3 separate regions of the Mus musculus genome follow, and regions 1 and 2 are each linked to region 3. Evidence: chromatin contacts called from public Hi-C and HiChIP or PLAC-seq data. All regions are on one chromosome and are shown on one strand. Each heading gives the region's core, a stretch centred on a gene start, on an enhancer-like site or on the middle of the called end of the contact. The rest is flanking DNA. Distances are from core to core; before and after follow the strand shown. Region 1 holds the start of Cnbp (cellular nucleic acid binding protein). Region 2 overlaps Gfpt1 (glutamine fructose-6-phosphate transaminase 1). Region 3 holds the start of Arhgap25 (Rho GTPase activating protein 25).

Region 1 (2,904 bases), core at 57-2,556, 320 kb after region 3:
GTCAGATTGAGTGTCGTGGTTTCTTGTCTATTTTGTGTCTTCAAGAATATTGCAAAAACCTAACCAGCCGATTGCTGTGCAATGTCTCCTTTTCCAAGACCCCCACCCCCACCCCAGATGTAGTCACTTCCTCTGAAAGTGCCTGGTGGCCGAGGCCATGTGCTTGACATGTGGCAACAGGCAAAAGGCTTCACCTATAAAATCAACACCTAAACCCAAGTGAGAACGATTAAACCGTCCTAAAACAGGTTTTCACGGTAATGAAAAATCTAGATTGATCTTTGCCAACTCTACTTCCGAGGCTTTCTTGTAATTTATATCCATTTAATCCGAGAAATATTGGCAAGGACTTCTGCCACCCTGATGGCCTTAAAGGCCTGACAACCTACGGGTCCTATCCACCCGGTTCCCGCTCCATTAAAAAAAAAAAGGGGGGGGGGGGGTGAGGGACCTAAGACTTGACTCTCATCGATCCAGGGAAAGGTGGTTTCTTTTGACTAACGATGTCGAATAAGCTGCTTAAGAATACGAACTACAAGAAATCAGGAGTTTGAATAAAGGTCGCCAGTACAGAGAACCGAATCCAGACTCCCAAGCCTTACAGCGGCGTGCGCGGGCTTCGTCACAGGCCAGGTCCTGAGGCCCCGCAGCCGCTGGCACATGGCCCGCCAGGCCTCCACCGGGCGCTCGGCCTGGGGACCTCCACCTCGACCAGGCTCTCGCCCCCGCCACACCGCCCCGTTCCAGGAGTTCCCGCCACACTGGCCCTCGGCGCTAGGCCCGCGCGCGACTCTCCTCGCCTCGGCCCCAAGGGCGCCGGGCCTCGTCGCCACACGGATGAGGCCTGCGTGGCCCTCGGGGCCAAGAGAGGGCCCCACGCTCCAGCCCTAGTGCCAGCGCCGCAGGACGGACAGGACGCCCGCCACAGTACGGCGGGCCAGAAACTGGAGCCGAGACGCCGCTCGGGCCGAGCCCCGCGCCTGACGCAGCAGGGCGCAGGCCGAGGTGCGGCCGCCATCGCGCCTCGCAGTTCCGGCCCTCCGTCCGTCTCGGCCGCACCAACCCCGCCACCTCCGTTGCGCAGGCTACACCCTCGCCTCTCACCTTCGGCGTCTGAGCTGCCCACAGCGGAGGAGACTCGGACGAAGAACCAAGAAGGCGACTCGCAAAGCAGCGGCTGTTTATTTTCAGGGTCCTTGCCTGCGCCACACGCGGGTCTGCACACGGCCCCACACACGCCGCTGCGCACGGCTCTCCTCCGCCTCGCCCACGGATCCAATCAGCGCAGGAAGCCAGGCCAGCCAATCAGAATCGCCCGCTGGGAGCGCGGCCTCGCGCGAGGGCGGCAGGGGCGGGGCGGACTGCTCCACGCCCAGCCTCTTCCGGCCCGCAGCGCTCGCGGCCTTCCCGCCCGTACCTGGGTTCCGTGTCTACGATGAGTGGTTCGCTGCTTTCCTACTAGCAGTTCGTCCCTCGAACCTTTGCTGGTTCTCTCCAGCCTACGGGGCTGATCCGGGCAGTGGTCGCAGCTTGCGGGAGCCAATCTCCCCCTGCCCGGCCTCCCCTAAGCCTGGTGGGGCTCAGAAGCAGACCAGGTTCCAATACACACACACTTAGGTTTGGGGGAAGGTCTTAGTGGCCTGATCATAGAAGCGGCTGTGGCTACCGTTACGGTCCATGAGATGCGTTTGGGTTTTGTGTTTCCTGGGTATAAACCGACAGCGCGCTGCTAGTGCCCCTGGCTTGCAATAGCCCCAAATGAAAATGCCTAATGAGGTTGAAGATGGTGACAGGTGATTTGTGTCACAACACTTCTTGTGACCCATAATGAATGACATCCCTAGGATTTGTGGATGAGAGGAGGCCAAGAAAGTTATTGCCTGGGCTGCCCCATTCAGGAGTGACCGTCGTTTGCATTTCATGGTGTCTCCAAAATAGATTGTGTGTGTAGTCATAGGTCCTCAAAGCAGAAGATAAATTTTTCCTGTAAGTCCTGGGTTTGATTCCCTAGCGTTACCACACACCCTGAAGACAATTTCTATATAAACTAAAGCATTCTAGAACTCTGTCCCGTTTTAATGATTTTTTTAATACAAACATGAAGAATCTGGAAATCTCAAGTCTCTTGAGTTCTAAAAAGTACTAAAATTTGTCTAGATTTTAGTTTCCGCTAGCGACTTACTCTTTAAACTTACACATGGGCCTGCAGAAATGACTTAGAAGTTGAGAGCAGCCAGGCGTGGTGGTGCATACCTTTAGTCGCTTGCACTTGAGAAGTAGAGGCAGTAGGATCTCTTGTCAGTCCAAGTTCATCTAATCTACATAACAAGTCCCAGGTCAGCCATAGCTACATAGTAAGACCTTTGGGCTGTAGATATGGTTTAGAAGAGCATTTGTCTCGCACAAGACTCTAGATTCCATTTCAACAGAAGAACAAAATGTTCAACCATAGTCAGACCCAGTCTCAAAATAAGCAAAAAAAAACAAAAACAAAAAACAAAAAAAAAAAAAAAACACCAGCAACAACACATGCTGCTATTGAAGAGAACCAGAATTCAGTTCCCAACACCTATATCCTACTAACAACTACATATAACTCCAGGTCCAGAGGATCTAATGTCCTCTAACTTAGGAGGTGCACATAAATATACCCAGCCACATACACATAAATCTTTGTTGTTGTTCTCGTTGTTTGAGGCAGGGTCTCTACATGGCCCTGGCCATCCTGCAACTCACTACTCATAGACCATGCTGATCTTGAACTCACAGAGCGTTGCAGATAAAGCAACTGCAGACAAGCAGCATCTTCATAAATTCTAGCAGTGAGTATGTATAAGGCAAAGCTATATATGAAGCCCCTACTGCTTCAAAACACGAGAACCCTAAACTGCTTTTTGCTTTTAA
Region 2 (3,297 bases), core at 238-2,737, 460 kb before region 3:
GCGTGAAGAGAGAGTAAGTTAAAGACGCTAGTGAGAGCTTAAGGAAGGTGTGGATGAGGTCAACTCTGTAACGTCCATTTGTGACCAGGTTTCCTACTCAGAAGAAAGCATTTGATTCCTGCTGCATTCAGCTCTGATCCTCAATTTGAGTATAAAATATTGCTATGTTAGAATTCTCTGAATCATTTGTCTTCTCTAAGGGAGAGATTTCATAAGGGATCTATGTGCCAAAATTAATGAAAGCACGTAAGAAATCTCTTGTGAGTAGCCTATGAAATAGTGCTGTTTATTCTACTCATCCTAGACTGAATGTTTACTTTCATGATATAGTCAAGAGCGAGTGACAGGCACATGTCTTCTTTCAGTGTGTCTGTACCCGATTAGTAACAACTGCCTACGCTCAAGTTGGTCTGAAACCAGCACGCTTTCCAGAGTTTAACTGCCTCGTGGGCTTTCGGGTCATAGAATGGCATTTGCAGCATAAATAGTTATCTTTTTAGGTTAGGATGAAAATATTTAACTATTTGTAAAGTATTTCTCATCAACACATTAGTATGAGATACTTTTGGGTTACATTATTTTTAAATATCTGGTAGGTTGTTAGGTTTGTTTGTTTGAAGATAAATGCCAATATAATGCATTTGTAATCTAGGGGGAAATTTTTTTATTTTCATTTATTTGAAGGAAGACATCTAGCTTGCTAGTGTCAGTAACTGACTTAGAAATAGTTACAAATAAATTAGACCAACAGAAAAGTAATTAAAAATTGGAACATTTAATTTTCAAATACTTGGCATTTATGTTGCTGTCATATTGCTTAAAAACTACTAAACTAGAATCATTGTGGGACCAAACACAGAAGAACAATTCTGTTTGTGGGCAAGCAAAAGTGTAAGAGCTGTGGAATACAGACAACTTTGCAGGGGTTTTTGGTTTAAATTTCCCCCTTTCTCTCTCTCTCTTTCTTCCCTCCCACTCTTAACTCTCTTTTGCTGTGTGTGTGTGTGTGTTCCCCCTTTCTCTCTCTCTCTCTTTCTTCCCTCCCACTCTTAACTCTCTTTTGCTGTGTGTGTGTGTGTGTGTGTGTGTGTGTGTGTGTGTGTGTGTGTGTGTGTGTGTGAGCGTGTAGGGTTCCTTGGAGCTGGAGAATGCATGGTTGTGAGCCCTCAGTCACAGGTGTTGGGAGACAAACTCAGTCCTCTGCAGCTGCTCTCTTGCTCCAGCCTTTGTGGTTTTGTTGCTGTAGAGGAGGAATGTGCTATAAAGGAGGGGGCTAGTGACAGGCAGGGCAGGGCTGGCTGGCCTGAGGAACAGGTGAAAGGCTGCTGCTGACAGGAAGAAAATGTCTGTTATCAGCACTAAAGTTCCACCATGTGCCTGTACATCTGTAGGGCTGAAAAAAGACTGGTGCCTGAAGGTTTGCTTTCTGTTGTTTGTAATTTTCTGACCTTTAGAATAAAAGGAACTTAGTGAGAATGCGACTTAGTAAAAGGCTTGGGAATTCCCTTTGAACACAAGCGTGTTGCTTCCTCTTTCACACCATGCTCCATTGCTCCAAAGTTGACAACAAGGAGCTGCCCTAAACAGAACTTCTTAAATGTATTCACATTTTTGAAATAGTATTATTTATACATATAGTACATTTTTAAATTTCACTGAGTATGTACATTATTACAATTTAACTTTAATTTTATATGTTTAGAATTAGAGAATTAGTGATACACAAGTTGACTCAGAACAGTGCTTTTTCTGCTCAAATGTTTCATATTTGTGGATATATTTGCTTATAAGCATGTTTTCATAGAGCTTAGAATTATGGCTGACACCTGCAATCCCAGCACTCAGGAGGCTGGGACAGGCACTTACTGCAGATCTGAGGTCAGCTGGCTCTGTACTGAGTTCCAGATCAGTCTAGTGTTAAACAAAATAGAGCATCCACATTGGTAGTTTTTCTCAAAGAGTTGCACTGAAAGTTAGCAGTGCGTATCTCTTAGTAGTAGGGTGGTGAATGCATTAATTTTTTTCTTTAATTTGTGTTTCTTAGTGGTTTCCAAATGTATGCCTTGTTTTTCTGTGGCAGTGCTGTGGTGGGGCCTAGGGCCTTAAGTGAGCTAGGCCAGTGCTCACCACGGAGCTACCCTCTCGTCTGTGTGCTCACTTTGTAATTAGAAAAGTGGAGACCAAAGAAGTTCAGTGAAAAAGGATGTCCTAAGGCAGAGTGTGTTCTTTTCCCTGTAGACCCGTCAGGTCCTGGAGGAGCTGACCGAGCTGCCCGTGATGGTGGAGCTTGCCAGTGACTTCTTGGATAGAAACACTCCAGTCTTTCGAGATGATGTTTGCTTTTTCATTAGTCAATCAGGTGTGTTCATTTTAAACTTGAAGGGGAAAAAGTTATTTTAAGTCAAGTTTCCTAATAAGCCAACCCTATCTTTTAAACTGACACTTAGCAGGGTGTGGTGGCTCACACCTTTAATCCCAGGCAGGCAGATTTCTGAGTTTGAGGCCAGCCTGGTCTACAGAGTGAGTTCCAGGACAGCCAGGACTACACAGAGAAACCCTGTCTTGAAAAAAACAAAACAAAAAAAAACCAAAAAACCCAAAAAACCCTGACACTTAAACTGGCATTTCAGATGGCCTGGTAAATACCGATTGTCTTCGCTTGTACTAATACATTCTTTAAGACTTAGTAAAAATGAACATCTTTTTTTACATATAGCTTATAGAGTTTAATTTTCAGATAAGAAACAAAAACTGATCCTAGAAATCCTAGGTTTTGTTGTTGTTTGAGACAGGGTATCACTATGTAGCCTTGGCTGGCCTGAACTTAGCTAGGTAGACCAGGCTGGCTTCCAACTCAGTGATATGCCTGCCTCTTCAACCCAAGCCCTAGGATTTAAGGTGTGTGCCCCATGCCTGGCTATGTCTTATAAGTTTAATAAGAGCATGCCTTATGCTTTATTTAAAACAAGTGATAGTATTAAAAGCATGGCAGTCGGTTGGTTTTTCGTGTATGAAACTGCATCCTCTGAAACTGCTCTCTGTTACTGTTGTCCATTTTACACAGGCGAGACAGCTGACACCCTGATGGGACTTCGTTACTGTAAGGAGAGAGGAGCCTTAACTGTGGGGATCACAAATACAGTCGGCAGTTCTATATCAAGGGAGACAGATTGCGGGGTTCATATTAATGCTGGTCCTGAGATTGGCGTGGCCAGTACAAAGGTAAATTTTTGGTTTCTTCCATGGAAGTTACTTAACCATACTGTTGGTAAGAGACTCTGATCTGTGGGGCAGTTA
Region 3 (3,051 bases), core at 259-2,758:
TGACCTGCTTCCTATCTGTGAGCTTTTAGTGAACTACTTATTTTAACACACCAACCACCATGAACCATCTGGCCAAAACTTTCTTCTAAGCAAAATCCTTCCATGCTGTTTGCAAATACCTCAACACTGTAAAGCCTAAAATCAAGAAATTTATCTCACTGAGTAGATAGTCGTGTGTGTGTGTGTCTCTGTGTATGTGTGTGTGTGTGTGTGTGTGTGTGTGTGTGTGTGTGTGTGTGTGTGCTTCATCTGACTATGATCAATTTAAAACTAAAGTTTAATAACAGAAGAAATATCAGGTATTCAGGCCATGCCGATAATCTGAGCACTAAAGTAACTCTGTGAATCTAAGTTTCCATAGCAAGTTTCAGGCCAACTAGAGCTACAGAGCGAGAATTCATGGTGCAGGGGGTGGCAAGAAAACAAGACATCTATATAATAGCAAACAATAGATTTGACGAATATATATCACCATTGTTAGAGGAAAATGATATGAACACCTCGAATTATCCTTCATAACTAACTAAAGTCTATCTTTCCCAACTCTCCTGCGTTCTCCCACGTTCTGTTCCTTAGAATAGTGTTATTATACTTCAAAAGCCTCTATTCTCTCACCCTGTTCTCCTTGTCTACTTTTAACTATAGGTAGTCCCTCATTGGCCTCTGGGTTCACAAAAAATGTGACACTCCCTTGAATTCATCCACAGATGAATCACTTCAAAATACTCGAGTCTCTGTCCTCTTACTGAAAGCCATTCAACAGTTAGACGACGTGCCATGCCAGAAAGAACCGACTTTCCAATGACAGAAACAAAATCTCAGTTTTGTGTCCAATGCACAGCCGAAACCATCCAAGTTCCCTTGACCCACATAGTCCACCCCCAGAGAGAAGAGAACCCCCCCAACCCCAGCACACTAGAACTTCTCAGGACTCGTCCACCCGAATGCACATTTCTGCCAAGCTCAGTGTTGTTGTGTGGTGTGCTTTGGCCGACTGAGCTCCCACAACTCAGAATGCAAATAGTGGGTGCTCACGCATAAGAACCCCGAGGAAATACCTGGACCCCGACCTTACCTATTTTTGAAGCCTCCGCTTTCAAATTGAAATCCCAGTTCCTTGGCAGCTTGAGAGACATTTTGCTTCCGAGGTGGGTGAGTAGCTGGTCAAGTGGCTCACAGTGTGTCACAGGCTGTGCCCTTCTTGTTTCTCTGATCTTCACTTCGGTTCCTCTGCCTTCTCTGCCTGTTGCTTGCTTTGCAGGCACTCTTACGCTCCAGACCGATCTGCCCACGTGTCTCCTCCTTTCTCTCTCATGAACCGTCCATCCATCTGTCACTCGGGGATGGCACCCAAACTCCCCAAGTCCCACCCACAGTCCCCCAGGGGCTGGCACCCTGCTTTGCGTTCAGATTTACCAGAAATGTCCCAGTTGACACTGCCTCTTGGGAAGCAGAGCCCTGCTGGGCAGAATCTCAGGCCTTACTGAAGTGAAGTTGTGATAAACAACTGCTTTTTTTTTTCTTAACTGTCTGCTTCCTTGCGTTTTGAGGAAGTGGCTGGCTGTTCAGTGTTGTAGCGTTATGAGCACACTGTCTTCAGAAGATGTTATTTAGAAATCTTTGTAAAGCTAGTGCATGTTTGTGTTATAAGACTGTGGTTTTAATTAAATGGAAAGAGACTCCCAAGGCTCTCGCCATGTGCCTGGACTCCTGTGTTCGCCTCCTTGACTCCAGATTTTGGCGGCTAAAAGAGGCCAGGCAGGCAGCCAGCATTCTGCCCAAGAATGGGCAGCATCTTTAAAAATTCCTGCCGTGAAAGGACCACATAGTTCACACCTGCTTGGGTAGAAGGTTTCCAGCAGGTACTTTGATTCCAGCCAGGCAGAGCCACACAAAGGGTCACTGCTTCTCCCCCCTTGTGTATGCTGTGGCGTTTACAACCAGACCACCATGTGTAAAAAAATTCAGTTTTCCTCCCCTTTTAACAGACTCTTCCTGGGCCTCCACGACTTCTTCAGAGAAACAGGATCCTTAACAACTGTGGGGTAAGGAGTCGTTGCAGAAGCTGGTGGGACAGACTCTTGACACACAGCCAATACCCCACAAGCACTTATTTGACCTTCATTCTATCTAGCCCAGTCTGTGGCAGACTTTTACATCTTCAAATAGGTCACCTTGAGCTAGCGGTTGAGCTGATAGGTCCTCGAACCAGACTGCTGTGTTCAAATTCTCAGGCCGGTTGACTTTGGATGTGGCTCTTGAACCATTATTTTCTGTTTTGATTCCCTCATCTGTAAGTGTAGCACTTAACAGACTGATTTTGCAGGGCTGCTATGAGGTTTCTGCAGGCTCCAAGCCTTCCATGTAATCACCAAGCACACCGCACATGCCTGGGGCCTGGGCCATCTACCTCAGTTCTCCTGGATAACTGCTTTTCAACACCTCCCACGGGCTATGGACAGGTGACCCACCTTCCCGTTACCTGCTGCATGGACCACCTCACCTCTCCCCAGCTCAGCTCCATCTCCTCTTTCTATTTTCTCTTGGATCTTTCCAATCAATATTAGCACTACAATGTTTTTCATATCAAAAAAAATCTCTCTTGACACTACTTCCTCCTTTGGCTATAGACTATTTCTGAGAATTTTTTTTTTAAATTAAGGACTGTTGGACTTACTGTGATCGCTCCTCTTTTTCCTTCCTGGATTTCTCCCATTGAGGCTTTTGCCCCCAGGACCCCATAGAGTGGCTTCTCAAGACACCAACAGCTTTCCTGTCACTGAACCAGGTCTCCATCCTCACCTCTCAGCCTTATCAGCAATGGACAGAGGTGGCCGCTGCCAATTTGTAGAACTCTGTGAACCAGACTGGTTTTCTGCCTCTTTTCCTGGTACTCTATGTCCGGTTTCTCTCTTTATCCTTTCTCTCACTGTAAGTTGGGCTTACAGTGGGTGTAAAGATACATCTTTATCATCTTGATGATCATGGCTGCCCTAAGACTTTAGTTACACCACATAGATAATGGCCCACATATATAATGTATGGATGTTT

Evidence for each region. Hi-C and Micro-C count contacts between places; a contact is called where the count stands out from the background. HiChIP or PLAC-seq counts read pairs in DNA pulled down with a chosen protein or histone mark.
Region 1: a Hi-C map of Th1 cells shows a contact between it and region 3, with 3 times the contacts expected there. The contact joins the promoter of Cnbp here to the promoter of Arhgap25 in region 3. A contact is called at or near these places in 2 of 39 promoter capture datasets (fetal liver and pre-B cells), 4 of 484 Hi-C or Micro-C datasets (CD8 T cells, Th1 cells, memory CD8 T cells and 1 more), 2 of 115 datasets of contacts at active chromatin or transcription factors (the SCID.adh cell line and thymic regulatory T cells) and 1 of 9 other capture datasets (liver).
Region 2: a contact with region 3 is called in an H3K4me3 HiChIP or PLAC-seq map of bone marrow-derived macrophages, with 2.4 times the contacts expected there. The contact joins the enhancer-like site here to the promoter of Arhgap25 in region 3. A contact is called at or near these places in 5 of 39 promoter capture datasets (cranial neural crest, embryonic stem cells, frontonasal cranial neural crest and 2 more), 4 of 115 datasets of contacts at active chromatin or transcription factors (bone marrow-derived dendritic cells, bone marrow-derived macrophages and embryonic stem cells) and 1 of 9 other capture datasets (embryonic stem cells).

The regions. Positions count from the first base shown.
Region 1 is chr6:87,849,800-87,852,703 of GRCm38.p6, forward strand. Cnbp (cellular nucleic acid binding protein) reads right to left here and starts at 1,307. Exons shown (of 5, transcript NM_001347325.1): 1 at 1,105-1,307. It overlaps Gm44064 (WAS/WASL-interacting protein family member 2), which reads left to right. Exons shown (of 2, transcript XM_030255689.1): 2 at 561-2,514. The coding sequence ends at 1,439.
Region 2 is chr6:87,074,019-87,077,315 of GRCm38.p6, forward strand. Gfpt1 (glutamine fructose-6-phosphate transaminase 1) reads left to right here. Exons shown (of 19, transcript NM_013528.3): 13 at 2,239-2,359; 14 at 3,065-3,222. Among named protein-coding and RNA genes, the nearest start is that of D6Ertd527e, 29 kb to the right of the region's middle. Within about 2 kb of position 1,488, at least 74 of the 459 cell types and tissues checked have an H3K27ac peak or open chromatin away from gene starts, as enhancers often do. A contact at or near this core is called in bone marrow-derived dendritic cells and bone marrow-derived macrophages, where this site is marked.
Region 3 is chr6:87,531,751-87,534,801 of GRCm38.p6, forward strand. Arhgap25 (Rho GTPase activating protein 25) reads right to left here and starts at 1,509. Exons shown (of 11, transcript NM_001037727.2): 1 at 1,076-1,509. The coding sequence starts at 1,136.